Linked DNA regions of Mus musculus: region 1 is linked to region 2. Evidence: chromatin contacts called from public promoter capture Hi-C data. All regions are on one chromosome and are shown on one strand. The core of a region is the stretch at or near the end of the contact, and the rest is flanking DNA. Distances in the headings are between cores, read along the strand shown.

Evidence for each region. Capture Hi-C pulls out chosen DNA fragments and counts their contacts.
Region 1: a promoter capture Hi-C map of adipose tissue shows a contact between it and region 2. The contact joins the promoter of Lst1 here to the promoter of Prrt1 in region 2. A contact is called at or near these places in 1 of 39 promoter capture datasets (liver), 1 of 115 datasets of contacts at active chromatin or transcription factors (pancreatic cancer cells) and 2 of 9 other capture datasets (adipose tissue and pancreatic islet).

Annotation. Positions count from the first base shown.
Region 1 is chr17:35,187,071-35,193,840 of GRCm38.p6, reverse strand. It overlaps Lst1 (leukocyte specific transcript 1), which reads left to right and starts at 5,401. Exons shown (of 4, transcript NM_010734.2): 1 at 5,401-5,484. The coding sequence starts at 5,451.
Region 2 is chr17:34,626,544-34,634,141 of GRCm38.p6, reverse strand. Prrt1 (proline-rich transmembrane protein 1) reads right to left here and starts at 4,578. Exons shown (of 4, transcript NM_030890.2): 1 at 4,438-4,578; 2 at 2,971-3,509; 3 at 2,187-2,372; 4 at 1,016-2,058. The coding sequence starts at 4,456. The coding sequence ends at 1,882. It overlaps Ppt2 (palmitoyl-protein thioesterase 2), which reads left to right and starts at 6,707. Exons shown (of 9, transcript NM_001302396.1): 1 at 6,707-6,817; 2 at 7,147-7,337; 3 at 7,530-7,598. The coding sequence starts at 7,155.

The sequences.
Region 1 (6,770 bases), core at 4,152-6,651, 560 kb before region 2:
CTCTGTCCTGATAAAGCAATACAGAGGCACACTCCACCTTAAGGGAGTCTGTCTAGAATGAGCCTCCTCCATTGGGAAGCATCAACTACTTATAAATGAGGGACAGGGCAAATGAATGTATGAATGAATGAATGAATGAATGAGAAATTTGTTGACTTCAATGAACATCAGGAACCGAATTAATGGCACCCGAGGGGCAGCTGATTGGAGTTTAGGGAAGAGCAGGTCGGAGGAAGGTGGACAGAGGTTTCAGGCCATGTCCCCTTCCTGGTGACCTTGCAGTCTCTATGTCCCAGACCAGACAACTCGTTTGGAAAATATTACCAACACCAATATTAGTAGAATACAGCTGACTGACCAAAGGCACCAAGAATGTGCTAGCCACTGAACTACAGTCTTTATTACACTAGCCACTTCGTCTCCATGGGAAAGCCCTAAGAAGATGCTGAGGCCCAGAGAGACGAAAAGGCAGTGTTGGGATAGCAGTAGAGTTTCCTGACAGGGCACTTGGCTAGTAGGTTTGATTCTGTAACAGGCAAAACAGAACTAATTCCAGCTTCATACATTTTACTAGATGTAAATTTTGTCTTCCTGAGGCAAGGAAAAAAAAAGAGGAAACAAAGACTAACTTGAACAATTCAGCGGTAACATGAGGTAATAGTCACAACCTGGAAAGATATGAGAAGTAGCTCAGGGCTGTGGTTCATGGGAGAGCACTGGCCTTGCATGCCCAGGGCCCTGGCTTTGTCCCCAGCACGAAATCAAGCAGGCTTGGTGCTGCGGGCCTGTAATCCCAGCAGAACCGTCAGAAACCCATGGTCATCCTTCACTAGTTGGCAAGCGTGAGGCCAGGTTGGGATGCATAAGAACCTGTCTCAAGAAGGAAAGAAGGAACCAACATGCATTCACTTAGGAGGCAAAGGCAGACTGATCAGAGTTCAAGGCCAGCTTGGTCTACAGAGCACATTCCAGGACAGCCAGGGCTACACAGGGAGAAAAAACCTGGTCTTGAAAACAAACAAAGGGCAGTGGTGGCGCACGCCTTTAATCCCAGCACTTGGGAGGCAGAGGCAGGTGGATTTCTGAGTTCAAGGCCAGCCTGGTCTAGAGTGAGTTCCAGGACAGCTAGGGCTATACAGAGAAACCCTGTCTCAAAAAAAAAACAAAAACAAAAACCCAAACAAACAAACAAAGGGGCTGGAGAGATGGCTCAGCTGTTAAGAGCACTGACTGCTCTTCTGAAGGTCCTGAGTTCAAATCCCAGCAACCACATGGTGGCTCACAACCATTTGTAATGAGATCTGACACCCTCTTCTAGTGTGTCTGAAGACAGCTTCAGTGTACTTAGATATAATAATAAATAAATCTTAAACAAAACTGAACAAACAAAGGAGAGGGAGGCATGTGACTCAGCAAAGTGTTGCTTATAGATCTAGGTCAGTGGTTCTCAAACTTCCTGATGCTGCAACGCTTTAATAGAGTCCCTCGGGGCTGGTGAGATGGCTCAGTGGGTAAGAGCACCCGACTGCTCTTCCGAAGGTCCAGAGTTCAAATCCCAGCAAACCACATGGTGGCTCACAACCATCCGTAACGAGATCTGACTCCCTCTTCTGGAGTGTCTGAAGACAGCTACAATGTACTTCCATATAATAAATAAATAAATAAATAAATAAATCTTTAAAAAAAAAAAAAAAAAAATAGAGTCCCTCATGTTGTGCTGACCCCCCCAGCCATAAAGTTACCTTGTTGCTACTTCATAACTGTGGTTTTGCAACTGTTACAAATCATAGTGTCAATGTCTCAAATGCAGGATGTCTGAGGTGTGGTGGGGTTGGGACCCATGGGTTGAGAACCAATGATCTAGGTGCTAAGACTATGCTTATGGGACCTGAAGAAATGGTGCAGCAGTTAAGAGCACTTGCAGCTCGTGCAGAGGGCCTGAGTTCAGGTTCCAGCACCCTAGTCAGGTAACCTATAGCTCCAGCTTGAGGGGATCCAACGCCCTCTTCTGGTTTCTGATGGTATTTGCATTCAAGTTTGTATGCATACATGGACACAAATATAATTTAAAATAAAAACAAATTATATAATACACACCACACACACACATATTGAGAGCTCTGAGAGCTTTTGGTGCCGATTCTAGGAATTTGGCTTGTCACTGGGCTTGGACAAGGAAGTAGGCTCAGATAAGAATATTAGAAACAGGGGTCATGGGGCTTTGTTTTTAGTTTTTTACTTAATTATTACCTTGTGTGATCTCCTTGTTTACTACTTCATTTGATTACTTTGTCTTTGCTCTAAGAACTGCCCATGGTTTTTTGGGGGGTTTTTTTGTTTGTTTTTTGGTTTTTTGTTTTTATGTACCTAAAATGATATCAAAGCAGGCTGGAGAGAAATAAACCCGCTTCAGCCTCAGTGCAGGCTGGAGTCTTGTTATAGTTTTGTCTAATTACCTTTTGGGGGGGGGTTGTTGTTGTTGTTGTTGTTTTGTTTTTTTTTTTTTCAAGACAGGGTTTCTCTGTGTAGCCCTGGCTGTTCTGGAACTCACTTTGTAGACCAGGCTGGTCTCAAACTCAGAAATCCACCTGCCTCTGCCTCCTGAGTGCTGGGATTAAAGGTGTGTGCCACCATGCCTGGCTTTGCCTTTTTCTTTTCAATCTTCACTCCCTCCCTTGAGACCCTGTTGATTGACTGAGCTGGCTTGGTCAAATATATATATGATATATATGTATATGAATTTGTTGTAAGGTTCAGTTTTTCTAGATGTTTGACCTTTGTGCGCGCGTGTGTATGTGTGTGTGTGTGTGTGTGTATGTGTGTGTGTGTGTGTGTGTGTGTGTGTGTGTGTGAGTGTGCACGCATGTGTGTTTTTCAGTATGAGTTCACAGTCACGTCAAATGCTAACCCCGGCCAGCCCACCACCTTATCTGAGACAGGGTCTAATTTCGATCTTCTCTGAACATTCTAGGCCGGACACCCCATCCCCTGCGATCTTCCTTGAATTCTCAGTTTTCCACATCTCCCATCTCATACTAGGAACATGGACTTTCACAAGTGGTTGCCACACCCATCTTTATGTGGGCCCTGGGGACTCGAACTCAGTTCTTCATGCTTGTGCGGCCAGTGCTTTTACCAACAGAGCTCTCTCCTCACCCAATGTTTAAAAATTTTAAAAAAAATGTAATTATAAACTATAAAAAAGAAGAAACCCACTTAGATTGTGATCCCCATTTGTTCTGGGGGAAACACTGGGGGGGGAGTACCACAAAGTCCCTGAATTTGGTTAACAAAACATGCATAGGGACCCAGGCACCAGACTCACCCACCTCTGTCTCCATCCTAGCTACCAGCTTCCTCTCTGTTCAAAGATTGGGGTGTAGTCTTCTACACCCCTTTCTCTCTTGGTCACAGTGGCACTGAGAGACCTTCACCTCAGTCCCTCCTGCCCTCCTGCCAATGCCAGAATGCTGCCTTCTGTGGGAAGTTCTCCTTGATGCCCCAAGGCTTTGCTAACATCAGCTTCTCTCACCCACTTCCTGTCAGCATCTGTTAGCAGATTTAGTCTGACTACCTCTGACTTCCCTACTCCTTTGGTAGCACATCGATATCCTGCTGCATATAGCTGCCAGACACCAAGAGAGGTGCCCTGAGACACCCCAGAGTTATCTGGCACTCGAGGTGCTGGGAGCCCATGCCTATGCACAAACCACAAGATGATGAACCTTAAGGCGGCACCGCAGAGGGGGCCCCTGGAGGAGGTGGACATTCCTTTACCAGTACAGGGTGAACCGGGAGGCTGGGGCTGAGGGAGTAACCACCCTAATGATATCTAGGAATCTCAAAGGAAAGATGTAACACCATCTCCCAATGGCTATTCTTCCTCTCCTAGATGCAAGGAGGCACAGAGGCAGTGGAAAGAGGCTAAAACTGCGGGAGGGGCAGAATGCCTGCGGTGGGGAGCTTCTTTCCACTCTGAACAGTTGAATGTGTCCCCACTGTAAACCAAGAGTCTGGGTCAGCGGGGAGTGGGTGGAGATCCGGGATGAGACGGGAAACCTGCTGGGATAAATGGAGGCCAGACTATGGATTTGGAGTTCCCTGAACCCGAAGGAATCTGCATTCACACCCTACCCTCTGAGCTCTTGTGCCTTCATTTTCCAAAGAAAAGAAGCTGCAGCTGAAAGTGGTGGCCCGCCGTATACTCTGCAGGCTGAGGCAGGAAGATGGTGAGCCTCAGGTCAGCCTGGGCTACATAGCAAAATTCTGCTAATAATAATAACTACTAATAATAATCTGTTCTGTCCCTGATTCATCACAGCTCCTCAGGGGTCCCTCAAACCTACAGCATGCCCCTTATAACTGGGAGGTTCTGAGTTTCACGCTGTTGTCCCTCAAGTGAGGGGCCTCTATCTACCCTCAAACAGGAACCAGCAGTTAAAGGGCAGGAAGTACCCAAGGGGAAGTTAAAGCATTCTTGGTAGCCACTACTCCACACCAGCCAAATAAGGTCCTCCCTCCTGGGAAAGGGCACCCTTCTCTCTGGTTTCCCAGTGGTTCCCACAACTACTCCAGACCCTGGCTCCCTTGCCTTCACCAGCCCTCTCACCAGCATTCAGGATTGAGCAGTGTTTCCAGCTTCCTCCAAGTGCCCCCCCCCCCCGCTGCCTTTCCCACCCCCATCAGCCTGGGGCAGAGTAAATGGGAGGGGGCAATACAGCTAAACACTTTCTCTGCTACTTCTGAGTCTCCCTTGGCTTTTGCTTCTTTATTTTTTTGGGTTTTTTTTTGTTTGTTTGTTTGTTTGTTTTTTTGAGACAGGGTTTCTCTGTATAGCCCTGGCTGTCCTGGAACTCACTATGTAGACCAGGCTGGCCTTGAACTCAGAAATCCGCCTGCCTCTGCCTCCCAAGTGCTGGGATTAAAGGCGTGCGCCACCACGCCCCGGCTTTTGTTCGCTTCTTGAGACAGGGTCTCACTGTGTAGCTCTGGCTGTGCTTGAACTCACAGAGATCCATCTCTACCAATAGGGCTGCGTTGGGCTTTCCTTGTTAAAATCTCGGGCTCCTGGCCTGGAAAATGGGTACCACAATATGTTAAGACAAACATAAGCCAGGCAGTGGTAGCACACGCCTTTAATCCCAGCACTTGGGAGGCAGAGGCAGGTGGATTTCTGAGTTTGAGACCAGCCTGGTCTACAGAGTGAGTTCCAGGACAGCCAGGGCTACACAGAGAAACTCTGTCTCCAAAAAAAGCCAAAAAAACAAAAAAGAGAAAAAGACAAACATAAAATCCCCAGCCCAGTGAGGATGAGGACTGTAAAGGGGCCCCTTGCCTCAGAGATGGGGAACTTGGGGGCACGTGACTAACCCAAGCTATTAAGCCCAGCAGAAGAGGGATTAGTTTAGTCTTGACCTTCAGGCCTGTTCTCAGTCCCTGGACTATGTCTGATGACAATGGGATCTGGTAACAATTGCACAACCAGTAAGTAGGGACCCCTCCGTTCGGAAAGGGGAGGGATGTGAGGGCTGGAGAGTGAGGGAAGAAAAGCAGGGTTCAGGATTAGGAGAAGTGGTCAGAATGAGGCAGTACAGGTGGAAGAGGGGCCTCCTGAGACCCGGAAACAGTAGGGAGTGAGCATAGTCAGGAGAGGTAACCCGGTAGGTGAATCTCTAGAGGAAGTGAGAAGTTGAAGTCTGGGTAACAAATATGTCTGGGTAATGAATGTGTAGGCACGAAGCCCTGGGTTATAGTGTCTCCTGTAATCCCAGCACCAGAGAGGTGGGGTGGTCCGAAGGACTAGAAATCAAGGACATGACTTGTCTCTGCATGAGGCTTCAGGAAATTTGGAAGCAGCCTAAACTATAGAAGATACTGCAGAAAGAAAGAAAAAAAAAAAAAGCCAGGCAGTGGTGGTGCACACCTTTAATCCCAGAGTGGGGGGAGGTGGGAGTGAGGGGGCAAGAGGGCCGGAGGGGTTGGGATGGCGGACAGAGGCAGGAGGATCTCTGTGTGTGAGATCAAGACCAGCCTGGTCTAGAGTTCCAGGACAGCCAGAGCTCCACAGAGAAACCCTGTCTTTAAAAACAAAACAAAACAAGCAAACAAAAACTAATACAAAAATACAACACCGCCCCCCCCTCAAAATCTCCTAGAGTATATTTTCCTGTATTTTAAACTGTGAGAGGATAGCAGGGTCCTGGCTTTGACCCCAGAGCCACATAAAACAGCCATGGTAGTACACTCTTGCCAAGCTAGCACTTAAGACACGACACAGGGGTGTGAGGATCAGAAAGTCAAGCATACTCGGCTACTAGGAGAATCTAAGGCCTCCCAGGATACATGAGACTCTCAACATAAAGTGACAGAAAGGTGGGAGAGACATGGGTTGGGAGGGGGGAGAGGGAGAAAGGGCTTTGGAAATGACCAAGAGACTTTTTTTTTGTTGTTTTGTTTTGTTTTGTTTTTCGAGACAGGGTTTCTCTGTATAGCCCTGGCTGTCCTGGAACTCACTTTGTAGACCAGGCTGGCCTCGAACTCAGAAATCCGCCTGCCTCTGCCTCCCAAGTGCTGGGATTAAAGGTGTGCGCCACCACGCCCGGCTGAGACTTTTTATATATGTATGAAATTGTCAAAAAATAGAAAACAGGATTGATCGGGGAGAGGAAGATAGGATAAAATAAAAAATTGGGGAAGGGGGACCCAGGAAAAATATAGGAAGCTAGGAAACTTACATTTAACCAGGAGGTTGGGAAATTGGTGGGGAAAAA
Region 2 (7,598 bases), core at 3,329-5,828:
AGCTGCAGCGTACCCCGACGGTCTCTTTGGGGATCAGTGCACATCCTCATGTATATATACACAAGCAAACACATAACATATACATAGATGCACATAAATTAAATCTGTAGGAACTATGATTAGAAAAGACACATGAGACCTGGAGTGTCCCAACCTGTGATATCTGTACCCTACCCCAGCCTCAATGAAAGATTTTCTGTCTGGATTCAGGGTCAGAGACTAATCTGGGCACATCTCACAAGCCACCCTGTGTGTCATGGCCATGTCTTATGAATGAACAAACCTGGAGTGACATCGTGCTCTGTGTGCAGTGAAACAGGACACCCGCCCTGCCTGTTCCCCAGTCCCCTCTCACAGAGGCCTCTCTCCCGGCCTAGGGTTAGCTACGGTTGCTCCAGGTAGACTAGAGGCTCTGCTGACCGTCCTCCCAGGTGCTCCCAGGGCTCTCTGCTCCTTGCCTTCACGAGGGACTCTGATGTAAGTTGTCCAGCCTCAGGCCAGGAGCACTGAGCAGTTGCTGTTCTTCCCCTGCTCCAGGCACCCCATCTTTGATTAGCTTCTTCACTGTGGTCTGCCATCATCCACATCTTCGCAAGACCCTCTTCCCCAATGCCCCAAGCCCAGTGTAGGAGGGAGGGAGAAGTGGGATTGGAAACCCCCTTGGTAGTAACACTCTAGGTCTTCTCCAGCCCAGTTCCTTCTCTCTCTTTTTGGTGGCAGGGTTCACTGTAGCCCAGACTGGCCTCTAACTTTCTACAGAGTAGAGTACGGCTTTGAACTCCTGACTCTCCTCCCAGATGCTAGGGCTAAGGACCTACAGTAAAGCTTGGGGGTCCCTCTTTTCTCTGTTGGCATGGGAAACTATCTCCTCTGACTTTTTTTCTCTGCTGGTGCCACGCCACCCCCCACCCCCACCCCCCCACCGGTTTGGGGGGACGACAAGATGAAAAGTGAACCGGGAACAGAACGCTGGGTGTTCTCTGAGCTGTGGTCTTTGGAACTGCGGGTGATAAATCCACTAAAATGTTTTTAATACTGTCTCGTGGAAGTTCACACACGGCACACACAGATCAAAACAAGTCTAGGGCTGAGGGGAGGGCCGGGGAGCGTCGACTCCCTCCCTTTAACCCTGGATTCTCTTCTGCCCCCACTGACCAGGGGTTGGCACAGGTAGAAAGGGTATTTACATTGCAGGGACTTGGTTCTTTTTCCAGGGTGAGGGGTACTAAACCAGGAACTTCCCACATCTCACTCCAAAAGCAGCAAAACGGGAAGTTCTGTAATTAGCAAGAAAATAGGCAGAGATGGGGTGGGGGGAAAAGAAAAATCCTCACTGGCAAAAAATCCGAGCCAGAGTGGGGGTGTAGTTCTCCCAAGGCTGAGTCCTTTTAGGGAGGTAGGGGGAATGAGTCCGTCTGTATGTGAGCTGGGCCTGGATTCACAGACCCAATCATCAGACTGAACACCCCAAAAGACGAAAAAGAAGGCGGGGCCTGCCGACCTGGAGGCGGGGTTTGTGGGAGTTGGGGTGGAGCTCATAGATGAGGCAGGGCTTCTGGGACCTGACTCCTACTGGGGAGAGGAGACGAGGAGAGCTCCTCCCCTGGCACTGCACTTTGATGGGGTGGGAAACTAGGGCGACTGGAGGATTGGGGTTTGGCGCGGATTCCAGTGCCGCTGAGGATGTGGGTGTTAGAGGGGTTCCTGAGGAACTGAGCGTACTCTCTGGGCCAGAGGTTCCGTGGGGGCGGAGTTTATGATGTCTGGACGTCCAGCGGCGCCTCAGGAGGCTGTGCAGGGCGCGCGTTGGGTAGGCGGCAGAACTGCGCGACGCGCCTGGGAGGTTGGGGGGCACGGAGTGGGGCCGAGATGGGGACGTTTTTAGGGATCCCAGTAGTTTTCGTGGTGCTGGGCGGCGATGATGATGACTACAGTGAGGATGGTACAAAGCACCATGGCTGCGATGCCCACGGCCAGGGAGATGAAGGAGAAATTCCGGGCTTCGCGTGAAGCGATCTCGGCAGACACCAAATCTCCGCGGGCCAAAGCCGTGCGCACCTACCGGGGAGGGGCGAGGGAACGGGGGGGGGGGGGGGTCAGAGAGCCACTGCTCACCCGCCACAGCCTCCCCTCTGAGAATAAGTCCAGAATGCCCCAGACTAAGAAAACCCTGGTCAACCCCACACCTGCACGGCCTTGAAGATGGCGATGATGCCTGTGGGCCAGAAGCAGCAGATGGTGGTCAGCACAGCGATGGGCATGTAGTCGTGTGGCGGACGCCTGGGCTCCAACAGAGCCAATCCTGGGCCCTGGGGCGGCGGGGGCAGAGTGGAGGTCACTCCAGGACCCCCGGGGGTCCCGCCTGCGTAGGGCTGTGGCAAGGACAGTGGGGGAAAGGGACTGTCACACTACAGTCTTGCTGCTTGGCCAATTGGCAGAGAGGTTTTTTTAAAAACACCATTCTAAGGTTAAAGGGGGTTAGAATCCACCCCCTATCCTTTCTGACAGTAAAATCGGCCTAGGCCTCCCTTCATGGTATCATTAACTTCTATATTCGTGGAAGTTCCCACACTGTCTTACAAGGTACAGCTTTTGGGTCTGCCTGCCCTTCCGGTCTTGTTTCCATCCTCGTTAGCATTTCCAGGCTCAGGCTTCTGCCCCCTTCTACCCCTGGCTTCCCAGGATCCATTTCTTCCTCTCCCTCCAAGTCAAGTCAGACCTCCTCTTGCCTTCTGAACCACCTCCCAAACCTTGACCTTTGACAACCTGCCCCCTCACTCTCCCCACCCCTCGCCCCAGGTCCACCACCTTCCTATCCACTGTCTCTTCTCTTTCTACTCTTCTGACTAGGGGTTGTTACCAGAACGGCTGGCGGTCGATCTGGTTCTGTTTCACTCTCTCCCAGCTTCCCGCGTGTCCCTGTTGCACCTGCCTCCCTGTCCTCCTAGATCTTATCAGCCCCACACTCACCGTGCCCACCGGATACACAGGGACATAAGCAGTGCACGGCTGCAGCTGCAGCGGGTAGCCCGGCGCCACGTAGCCCCCCAGCGGCAACGTGCCCACCGCCCCCGCGTGCGTGGGAACCACGAAGCCCGGGGCTTGGGCCGTCGGGGCAGGCGCTGGTGGGGGCGGGGCGGCGGCCGCAGGCGGTGGTGGGGGAAGTGGACCCTCGAAGCGAGTCTCCTGCAGATAAGGGTCGGGTGGCATGCGGGGTAAGGTAGCACAGCCGGGTGGGGGAGCCCCAGCGGCGGGGCCGGGCGGGGCATGGTGGGGGGGCCGCGGTAGCGTGGCGGAAGACGAAGGACCGCGTTGAGCACTGGCCGCAGCAGAGGCCAGGCCACCTGCTCCTAAGCGCGGGAGGGTGGCGGTGCCAGACTGGTGGTAATGGTGGTGGTGGTGGTGATGTGAGGATGGGGCCGTTTGTGGGGGCGGGATGGGGGGCTCGGCCGGTGGCTGGGGGGCATTGTAGGGCGGCGGTGAAGTGTGGGGAACCGAGTCTGGAAGGCCTGGCCATGGAAAAGCCGAGGAGAGGATAAGGGGAGAGAGAAGACAGCAGAGATCAGAAGGGTAAGAGACATGAGACAGCAAGAGATGGAGAAAGAGCGAGGGAGATACAGCCGAGACGACATCTCCCATTTTGGGGTCAGGGAAGGGGTTGTATGTAGGCCACCTGGCCCCAATCTAGTTTTGCCGTCACAACTGTCACAGCTCCTCCCAGGCTCCGCTGCTGTCAACCACAACCCTCATTCAGGGTTGTCTCTGAGCCAGCTGTCCCCTCTTCCTGCACATGTGGTCGTGTCACAGGGGTCATGCACGCTCAGTTTAACATTTCCACTTTGCTTCAGGTGGAGTTACCTGGGAATCTCATGGGCCTCCGTTAAGGTCCATGACAAAGCTTCTGGGACTAGGCATAGTGGTTCATGCCTGTAATCCTTGTACTTGTGAAGCAGCCGGGGAAGGGTGAAGAACTGGGAAGTTCAAGACCAGCCTGGGCTACAGAGGGGAATCTCATCTCAAAGAAGAAAAAAAATTGTCTTCTAGATATTACTTTCCCAACAACCCAGTCTGATTAAGTCTCCGTTATTTTTCCACTGGGTGTCTCCATGCCACTGAACCGGTGACTGTCCATCTGTCACTCCCAGGGATGATGTCCCTGCAGAACCTGGCTCTGCCTCCCTTTCCATTTCAAAACTGCACCCCCCCCCCATGTTGTTGACAAGGGACCAAGGGACAGAGGCAGACTGACCCGAAGGAAGAGAAGGATGGGATATAGAAAGGGGAGGGGGTGGGGTATGCATGGAGAGAAGGAATGGAACTGAGCCACACAACATCCCAGAGGGGGTCAAAGAAGGGGATTAGGGCAAGTGGAGGTTAGGTAGGAGATGACAGAGGGGGTTGGGGGAGGGATATATATATATATAGTTTTTTTTTTACCTGACTTTTCTGACGACATGTTTGCAATCGTTGGGACAGGGTCTCTGAAGCTGGAGTCAGGGCCCCCTGACTGCTGGCGCAGGAGTCTTAGTGTCTCAGTCCGGGATGGCGCAGCGGCGGTAGCAGCAGCAGCGCGGAAATGGAGAGATGAAGACAGTGTGTGTTGGGGGGGGGGGGTGGCTGGGGGGGAGCTTAAAGGGACCGAGGCAGGGATGGGGGAGAGCTTCAGAAGTCTCCCCCCGAAAAACTCGGTTTCTCTCTGCTTCTGGACCACCTCTTTCCTCCTCTCACCCTGGCAGTCAAGCCCCCAGTTTAGCTCCCTTGGAGTTGTCATGGAAACCGGGAGGCAAGACCAGGCAAGGCGGGTGGGACTAAGAGAAGGAGGGAGGGAGGGAGAAATCTCTAGAGCCTCTCCCGCAAAGACTCGCTGTAGTGATTATATTGTGAGAAGAAGCCAGCTCAATGGATTTACCACACTTATCTCCAGACCCCGTTCAAGCAGTCCCTGCTCATCCATGGGGTTGCTCCCTCAGTTTCCCTCAGAACATCCTGCAAGATAGTTCTAGGTTTCTCCAGGTGTGAGACAGAACTGTACAAAGAGTGGAACCAAGAGGTTCAGACCCCCCCTCCCCCATATACAGCCTGACAATAGAGGTAAGATGCTGACTGTGGCTAAAGAAAAGGAGAAAAAGAAAGCGCCTGTGGGGGTACACAGGTACCTTCTTTCTCTAGGGTTATAAGAAGCTGAAATGCTTCATCAGAGGGAAGCAAGCTCTAATTGCTTGTTTGTGACAGGCAGGTTTGGAAAAGCGTGCTTGTTGGGGGCTGAAGAGTTCTTGGTCCAGTCAGCAGTCACAACCTCTCCTTAAAGCACTCCCTCTCTCCCCCCTCCTCCTGCCCCAAGACGCAGATCCACCCCCGGAGTCAACCCAAGACACAGCGGTGACTTCCACTCTTTTTATTTGCTTTTTGTGTCTTGTAAGGGCGTGGGTGGGGAGGTGGGGTAAGGATAGGCCCTCTACAGAGGTTACACCAGTTGAGCCTTTTTTGCAGAAACCTAGCAGGAGAATCAGAAACACCCCTTTAGGATTTTCCAACTCTCTCCAGAGACAGTTGCTCTAGGACAAAGCCCCTCTGGTGGCGTCCTGGAGAGCAGTCTCCAAAGCCCTGGCTTGAGCCCGTTCCAGGTCTGAGAAATTTTTACCCACGGCCTCATACCGGTGGTTCTGGTTTTTCAACCGTGCATGGATCAGAGGGAACCTTGGACCCATCCCTCCCACACCATCTTCAATACACGCTTCTGGTTTTATTAAGTTCAGATTAAACAAAGTCCCTGAGTACAGGCCTTGAAGCTCAGAAACCCTGCAAACTTATTTAATTGCTAAGTAAAAGCACTGACGGATAAAGGCTATTCCCTGGCACTCCGGCGCGCCGTAGGGGTCACGGGTAGGCCGAGTGGTGCCAGCGCCCGCAGCGGGGAGGAAGTCTGCCTGCACTGGCAGGGTTTGTGTCGCCAGCAGCCCGCAGGGATCTGAGGAGCAGTTTGTCGGGGTCGCTCAGGATTGAAAGACTGGTGGAAATCCTGTGGTGAGTCCTTGAAGCCCACGGGGCCCCACGCCCATATAAGGTGGGTCCGGGAGGGTGGGTCGTGAATGCGGAGATAAAAGTAGGGCCAGAGAAACTGGGTCAGGCTGCACTTCACTTGAGGGGCCTGGAGGACTCTCGGCGTCTCCGGAGACAAGGGCACAACACGCACTTCAAAGTGAAGAGTTGTAAGGCGCTGATCCGGAGCGGGAGGGCAGGCAGGAGTGGGAAGAGGGGCTCTTCAGCTGTGATCGGCCTGGCACTCTGGCCTAACACAAGCCTGGCGTCCAGCGATAGAAGCGGGAGTCGCCTTTCGTCAGTCCTAACCTCCCCCCTCGCACGTTTTCTTGGGCTCTGCTACGAAGCCAGACAGCCTGGATTGGAAAGTGGGCCGCATTAAGGAGGGGAAGTTGCACCCCTGGGTGGCTGGATGCAGCTGAAGCCTAGGAATGCCTTCTTTAGAAACCCAGTATTATCTTTTTCTGCTGTTGCCTCTCCCCATCCGGCTAAATGGATCGCTCTGTCTATTTCCTCCCCAGTTCTTTGGGTGCAATGGAATGTTCCATTGCCCCTCCGGTCCGCTGTCCGCGTTGCAGGGGACGCTCGCCCTGTTGCCAGGGAAAGTCCCGGACGTGACGGCTTTGCGCGACCCCGAGCAGCACCCCCCCCCCCCCCCCCGCGCCCCGTCCGTCATCCCACTGCGCGCTCTCCTTGTCCCCCTATCCCCGTATCCGGTGGATTACAGACTAGGTACAAGTAAACAGCTGGCGGAACGAAGCCTCCAGACACAGACCAGGTGGGAGTTTCCACTCTCCGTGTGTCCTGGGCCGCTGTTCCCCGGCCTTTGCAGATCCCAGAGTAGTGAATGGCCGAGGTGATGCTTAAGGGAGATCCTGGGCCTTGGGACAAAGTCCCTTGGGCGCCAAGTTGGGGGCGGGACTTAGGGTGAGCATTGGTGCATGGAGGTGGTAGGTGTTTGTGCCGAGCCATCTGGATGGAGTAAGTTAAAAGTAGCCTTCCCTCATACGGACCAGGAGTAGGAGCGGAGGCCGGAGAGTTGCTTGCTGTGAGTCTGTTGGGAGTGGAGAGGCGTCGTCTCCCTCACGGCCTCTCGTTCCTTCTCAGGTGGGAGCATGCCGGGGCTATGGAGGCAGAGGCTTCCTTCGGCTTGGGCTTTGCTTCTCCTGCCGTTCCTGCCGCTGCTGATGCCCGCAGCCCCCGCAGCCCACCGCGGGTCCTACAAGCCCGTGATCGTGGTGCACGGGCTCTTTGACAGTTCATACAGCTTCCGCCACCTGCTGGACTATATCAATGAGGTCTGTGGGGGATACTGAATGGATATAAAGTGGCTGGGGGAGGAAGCGTGGGCAGATGAAAGACAGCCAGCCCCTCTAGGCTAGTTTTCAGGGTACTGCTCCCCGCACGGGGAGAGCTGAGGGATGGGGGTTCCTGCAAGCACAGTGAATACACTTTGTCCAACCTAGTGCCGCATTGCCCCTTTCCCACAGACACACACCGGGACTGTGGTGACAGTGCTTGATCTCTTCGATGGCAGAGAGAGTTTGCGGCCCCTGTGG